Regions from separate parts of the Astyanax mexicanus genome. Here region 2 is linked to region 1. A link is a contact called in public Hi-C data. All regions are on one chromosome and are shown on one strand. Each heading gives the region's core, a stretch centred on a gene start, on an enhancer-like site or on the middle of the called end of the contact. The rest is flanking DNA. Distances are from core to core; before and after follow the strand shown.

Region 1 (3,521 bases), core at 764-3,263:
TCCCGTGCATGAACAACAGAACTACAAAGAACACATTGTGTTCACAGCAACGTCTGGCAGCCCCTTTACTTCCTAAAGCAACTAGCAAACCATCAAACTACTGAACTGCAGCTGCGCATCATATGGTGTATGTACCAGTAATATAGAAATAAACATGCCTTTTATAGACATACAACAGGCCTGGTGTTATGTTTACACTGTGTTGTACTGCTTGTGATGCTCTCAGATAATGTGGCAGCTGTTTTAATTCCCAAGACGCGTGATGACTGATGGGTAAGCTTTACTGTCAACTTCCTGTGCAGTGATAAACCGTTGCTCAATACTCCCTACTCGGTATGAAGTTCCCTTTCTACTGAACACTTTCACTCCCTGAGGTTTGGAATCTCACTTAAAATTCCTGAATTTCCTGTGTAGTCCCCTTTACAGGAAACTACTGAAGAGATTGGAATGCATTTATTCTATCCATATTTTATGCTAAATGGACCAAAAAAAATGCTTGGAATTAAATGTTTTTACAGTGACTTCCATTAAGTTAAATGATTTTTTTCCCTTATCTTGTAAAATTGCAGTTCCAGAAATATGAATTGGTTCGTCATGTAGTTTCTGAGCTATGTTTCAGTTTTAAATCACAGTTCAGGCTTGGCCAATTGTGCTCTCTCAGGCTCCGGCTGCTGATGGCCGCTGGACTAAGACACTTATATTCCTTTGAATACAAATTGGCTTGAGTTAGGCTCTGAGTGGTACAGCAGACTAAAGCGCTGCCACTATGATCTAAGTATCGTCGGTTCACATCCCGATCCTCTTGCTTGCCATCAGCAGCCGAAGTCTGAGAATGCACAATTGGCCAAGCTTAACATAAGTCAAAAACACAAAATGACTAGAATAAACTGCCACAAACAAAGGAAGACGGAAACAAAGGGGCTATACATACCAAGACATCAAGACAGACAAGGAACACCTGGGGAAGATAACGAGAGTGCTGGGCAACAAATGAACGACTAATGACAAGGTGGGGCTACGGCAGAGACAAGACAGAAAAAAAAAACTTAAAACTTAAATAAACTCTAGAGCCATGAGCTACAGAGGACATGGTTAAGAAAACAGACGGGTAAAGCACCAGGCCAGAAAAAAAGATTTAAAAAAAAGATTTTGTATTGTAATTTTTTTTAGTTTTTATTTATTTTAGAATATTTAGTATTTTTATTAAGTCTGTAACAAAGCATCGTTGCACAATGCATCATGATAGAAAAATTTGAGCAGTTGTAATGTTTTGTTTAAAAACCAAAGGTTGCCATTCCCAATCCCCTTTCTTGCCATCAGCAGCCAGAGTCTGAGAGCGCACAATAGGCCTAGTGCTGGCCAAGAAAACAGTGAGCGTAAGCAACGGGCAGAGGATATATCAGTCATTTTTGACTGAAGCCAATCACACAACTGCTTTATTTTGTTCCAAATATTGTGAACAAATCGAATCATGAATCAATTGAATTAGAGCAGAGTGCATTGTTACACATTGTTTCTTATTTTTATAATACAGTAGTATCGTTTTATAACTGCCATAAAATGAATCATCAATAGTACAGTTTTTTGCAATTGCATCTGAGACAATATATATATATATATATATATATATATATGTATCGCCCTGAAACATAGTTATCATAAAATATCTGTCTACAGTCATTCTACCACTAGAATCACTAGAGGTTTTTGGAGGAGCCTGTCTTATTTAAACTCAGACATTTAGTTAGTGAGTTTTGTACTAGAGGTTTGAGGGCCTTGTTCAGGGATCATCCAAAGGCAGGTTTTCATATTGTATCATAGTAATCGATAATCAAAATATCATTATATTATTTTAGGGTTAAGTTGGCCATGCCTAATGCATATGCATGAGAATAGGGATATTGTTAGGCATTTAAGGGACTTAAAACATCCCTCTATATTCTTAAATCTCCACTTTCCCACCACAAGCAGCTAATCACGCAGCACAGAACCCCTCGCTCAGCTCTTCTCCACCCCCCACACAGCAGCTTCCCACTTACAGCCATGTGACAAGCCAAAGCAATTAGCTGCACAGAGACTGAGCCTCTTCCAGTCCTGCATAAACCTCACAGCCAAGACTGAGCTGTCTTCTGTTAGACTCTAGCCTGCAGCTCCACCTGCTGGAGCACGACAGGAACTGCCACTCACCGGTCCACGGCCTCCACGTCGAAACAGAACCTCTTCTCGATGGAGTCTGTTTTCCTCCTGGTGCAGGATTTGAGGATGAAGCTCTCCTCCTCTCCCTGGACAAAAAAGGCAAAAGGCATCTGTGTTAATCCACGTGTAATTATATTCTATTCAAAATTAACTGCACTGGGTGTATCAATGCATAGTTAGCATATTTGTGAATGATTATATAATATAAACATGCATATTTTTGGTTTTCATTTATAGCAGATATACTGGAGGTTTGGTTTTACTGAAACAAGACATGGTAGATACTAAACATAATTATGATGAGAACGTAAGGCTCATTTTTGCCTGTTTCACTGTGTTACACAAGTGTACATTCAGATTTCATACAGCAAAAACAACAGTTAAACAACAAAATAATAATACAAATAATAACTAATAATACAGTGGCTTGCAAAAGTATTCAAAACCTGTTGAATTCATACCTTTTTCAAACTTAAATGTATTTTATTGAGTTTTTATTAGTGTGAGACGAACACAAAGTAGCACATAATTGTAAAGTGGAATGATAATGATCTATGTTTTTCAAAATTTTAATTAAATAAAAATACAAAAAGTATAAACTTCAATACTAATTAGAGTCACCTTTTGTTGCAAGTACTTTTGGGGTATGTCTCCACCAGATTTGTGCCCTTTCTTGATTGCACTGGATTTATTTCGATGTTTCAGAGTTCAAAGGGGCTGAATTCTTTTGCACGTCACATTTTTGTTTACATTTTTATTTGATTAATATTTGGAACACACAAAGACTCTACTTCACACACACACACACACACACACACACACTCAGCACACAGAGACAGAAATGTCTCTATGCCTATCCGCAATATTTGCTGCTACTCCCAAAAACTATAAACTGTCTACCTCAGTAACTGCTGTGATTATATATGTTCTATATATTACCGTATGTTACACATCTCTGCACCTTATCCTCACTATGCACAATAATATACCGTATCGGTACTGCACTGTCCTGTCTTGTAAATTGTCTTGTCTTTTGCATTTATTGTATTTATTGTATTTAGTGTAGAGTTAGTCTTATGTTAGTCTTATCATCACACCTTGCACTTTATGTTGTCTATTGCTTGTTGTCCCATGTTGCACCATGGTTCTGGAGGAACGTAATTTCACTACACTGTGTATCTGTACTCAGATGTAATGACAATAAAAGGATCTTGACTTGACTTGACTTGAAAACCATGTATCATTTTTATTTCACTTCACAATTATGTACTACTTTGTATTGGTCTATCAGTTTAAATCTCACTTTAACGAAATGTAAAAAAAGT
Region 2 (3,521 bases), core at 627-3,126, 270 kb before region 1:
ATTCAGGATTAAACAAGTGAAAAAAATATATGAGATCTATAAGCAATTTCTAAAGTTTTGGGACTACAGCGAACCACAGTGAGAACCATTATCCACAAACGGCAAAACTGTGAAACACTGGTAAACCTTACCAGAAGTGGCCGGCCGATTAAAGTTACCCCAAGAGTGCAGCAATAACTCATCCAAGAGGTCACACAAAAAAAGACACCATAACAGCTTCCAAACAAATGCAGGCCCCACTTGCCTTAGAGTGACAAACATGTCTTAAAAAAAAAAAAAAGAAACACTACTGTATGTTGGAAGCCCTCGGGCATGTGGTCGTATACAAAATGGAATTAATGTATTTCTGTGTCAGAAAGAGTACAACTCAATATCATTCATTTCTGTATTTCACTGCAGACAATATGTATCATTTGTTCTGGTTTAATTAATTTTAATTGTTAATAGACATTTATTCACAAATTTTGACCTGCAACACATTCCAAAACGAGTTGGGGTGGTAAAGCATTCGCACACAACTATATGAATAAGATCCTTTTGATCGGCTTCCAAAAAATGTCTCTAATAAAGATTTGTTTTGCCACTCTGTAATGTTTTTTTCCAAATTCCTCCAAGCCAAGAGAAGTTGACTCTGCTTCTGGACTTAGTTAACATGAGAGTTCTGTTTTGCACTGTTCTTGTCCATGAGATCTGCTGAGGTACCATGCTATGCCTGTGTTAAATTTTGCCAGGTTTATTATTAAACAGAAGGTTAGAAGAATAGTTTAAAATAATTATTATTTTCTTCAGAAAATGAGTTTTTTTAGAATGGCTTTGTCTTGTTTAAAAATGTTTATCACTATGAATTTGTTTCTAGTTTGACCCAGTTCTGATTGACCTCTGACACACTAAGTAGACATTAAGTCATTTCCCCTTTTCCCTGACAGAGCTGGGAATCAACTTTGACCACATCTGGCAGAAGACCCTAACGGTGCTACACCCCTTAAAGGCAGCAGATGGCAGCATAATGAACGAAACAGATCTGACTGGACCGATGGTTTTCTGTCTGGCCTTTGGGGCCACGCTACTGCTCGTAAGTGCTACTGTTAAATCAAATCTGGAGTCTTCTTTCTAATTAAAGAGATGTGTCAAGAACTAAAGAATTGTTTATTTATTGTTTTTATGCTCATTTTTCTGCCAGACAATGATTCAGTGTTTCATTTTTTTTTTTAGAATTGCTTTTGAGGGGTTTACAATTTGCTGGTCTTAGTGAACTAAGTTAGCTTTAAATAGAGTTGTGTCTTCTGTCACCTCTCTATTGTTCTGCATATTATCTGCAAGTTATTATTCAGGCTGCACAGATTTGGCCTACACTGTGCTTTTTTATATAAAATAAAGGTGCCACAGAAGGTGCTTTTTCTTCTCTATAAAGAATTATGTTTGGAAGAGTTTTGGGAGGGTAAATAACATTTTTACACAATTTAAGAAAGTTTACATAATGTAAAGATTATAAGTTTATGGATTCTTTTGAGAACCTTTCTAATATATGAAGGTTCTTTACCAAAAGTAATTCTTCAAATGCAAGAACTATCTCTGGCATGTTGCTTTGTCTTTTTAACACCTTTTCCCCCTTTTTTAAATTTTTTATATTGTCCTTATTTATTTTTCCCTAGAATTTCATGTTTTTCCCTCTAATGGAAAGATTATATAAGGGTAGAAAGGTTGTCCTTTTAATATTTTGACCTGTATGAAAATATTTTCTGTTGGTGACTAATCATGCTGTGTGTGTTTATGTTGCAGACAGGGAAGATCCAGTTTGGTTATGTGTACGGAATTAGTGCCATCGGTTGCCTGGGCATGTACTGCCTCCTCAATCTCATGAGCATGACTGGTGTGTCTTTCGGCTGTGTGGCCAGTGTCCTGGGCTACTGCCTGTTACCCATGATCCTCCTCTCCAGCTTCGGTGTCCTGTTTTCCTTACAGTGAGTAACTTTGTCTGTTTTTCAGTGTTTTTTTTTTTTTCTTCAGTGAAAATCTTGTAAAATTGTCAAAGAGAGAATGTGTATTATATATTACAGTGTGGTGACTGATTAAAGCCATTTTAGAGCAGGTCTACTTTTAATTAACTGGGAAATAAAATAAGCTTTTTGTTTGAAATTTGTTGAATATCATCACATATTTAAATTATCATAGAATAATGGTCATATTTGTTCAGAGATAATAAAGGATGTAACAAATAGACCCATAGACCCACTGTCTGCCGTTCAGGGAATACTTTTTTGAAACAAGATGTTAGACCATTGTTGTGGGGATTTGATTGCATTCAGCACCACAAAGGCTAGTGAAGTTAGGATGTTGGGGGATGTTCATGTGAATATTTGCACATATTTGAAAATTTTATTGAAGACCAGCCTTTAATTTGTGACTGTACAGCACTACACAAAGTGCTGGGGACAGAAATGCAGTGGGGAGGAAGGGGTAATGGGCCCACACCAAAAGTGTCCAAACAGAATACATATTTTCTCACTAAATATCAGAACATTTATATGTCTTCTGGGCATTTAAATGGCATTTAAATCCCATGTTTAGCAGTTTATATCGTTTTGAAGCAATGGAGAAACTAGGAACAGGAGCTGTACGGTTTAATGTGCCTTATAATCCAGTGCGTTTTATGTATGAAAATCAACCTTTATTAATGATGCACCTTATAGTCCGTATAAAATATGTTTTTACATTATTCATTAATATGAATTTATACAATTATGTACTAAAGTATGTAGTATTTCAGAATCGAAAGGGCAACAAAAATAAAGAGAAAATGACACATCCTCAATACCCCAGCTAGTAATGGATGACAGGGACTGTCTTTTAAAGCAGCACTAGGTAGAATTTCCTTGATTTTTGATCTTTTTAAAGAAGTAAAATTACAGCTTGAAACTCACTGCAGCGCTGCATTGAGGTGTAATAGGAGGAATTGCGGTGCTCTCGTCTCTGTGCCGGAGCTCCTCTGTGCTCAAACCAGACTCTGTTTTCCGAGGCGGCCGTGACCAAAGCTCGCTAGAACTGCAACCTGCTTTCCGACCTTTAGTTCTAACAGTTCTACAAAGACTACTGGTTCATTCTTTACAAACTAACTATAAAAGTAGACTGAGAGTGGATTAATAGGTGTGTAGAGCAAAGAGGAAGCAGACTAAAAGTGGATTAGTAAGTGTGAAGAGAGTAAAAGAGAAGAAAACAGAGAAAAGTGTAGAAGCTGAAGATTAAAGCAAGCTTTCAGCAGCAGAGCAGCAGACCAGCACAGCAGCAGACCAGAGTAGTAGAGAGCAGAGTAGAGAGCAGAGTAGAGAGCAGAGTAGAGAGCAGAGTAGAGAGCAGAGTAGAGAGCAGAGTAGAGAGCAGAGCAGGGAGCAGAGCAGGGAGCCAGAATATGTCTGTGAAAGCCAGAAAATGAGAGAGAAACTAATCCGTCTGAAACATTTATTACACTCTGCAACTGTAGGGGGAGCCCACGAGCACAAAATCTCAATCTTACCTAGAGTAGC

What was found. A called contact is a pair of places that touch in the nucleus more often than the background predicts.
Region 2: a contact with region 1 is called in a Hi-C map of muscle, with 18 times the contacts expected there. The contact joins two enhancer-like sites. A contact is called at or near these places in 2 of 3 Hi-C or Micro-C datasets (both in muscle).

The regions. Positions count from the first base shown.
Region 1 is chr17:20,807,268-20,810,788 of AstMex3_surface, reverse strand. LOC103037817 (rho GTPase-activating protein 26) reads right to left here. Exons shown (of 24, transcript XM_049466306.1): 10 at 2,188-2,282. Among protein-coding and RNA genes, the nearest start is that of LOC103037817, 100 kb to the right of the region's middle. Within about 2 kb of position 2,013, the one cell type or tissue checked has an H3K27ac peak away from gene starts, as active enhancers do.
Region 2 is chr17:21,072,171-21,075,691 of AstMex3_surface, reverse strand. It overlaps yipf5 (Yip1 domain family, member 5), which reads left to right. Exons shown (of 6, transcript XM_007247014.4): 4 at 927-1,072; 5 at 1,780-1,961. Among protein-coding and RNA genes, the nearest start is that of yipf5, 10 kb to the left of the region's middle. Within about 2 kb of position 1,876, the one cell type or tissue checked has an H3K27ac peak away from gene starts, as active enhancers do.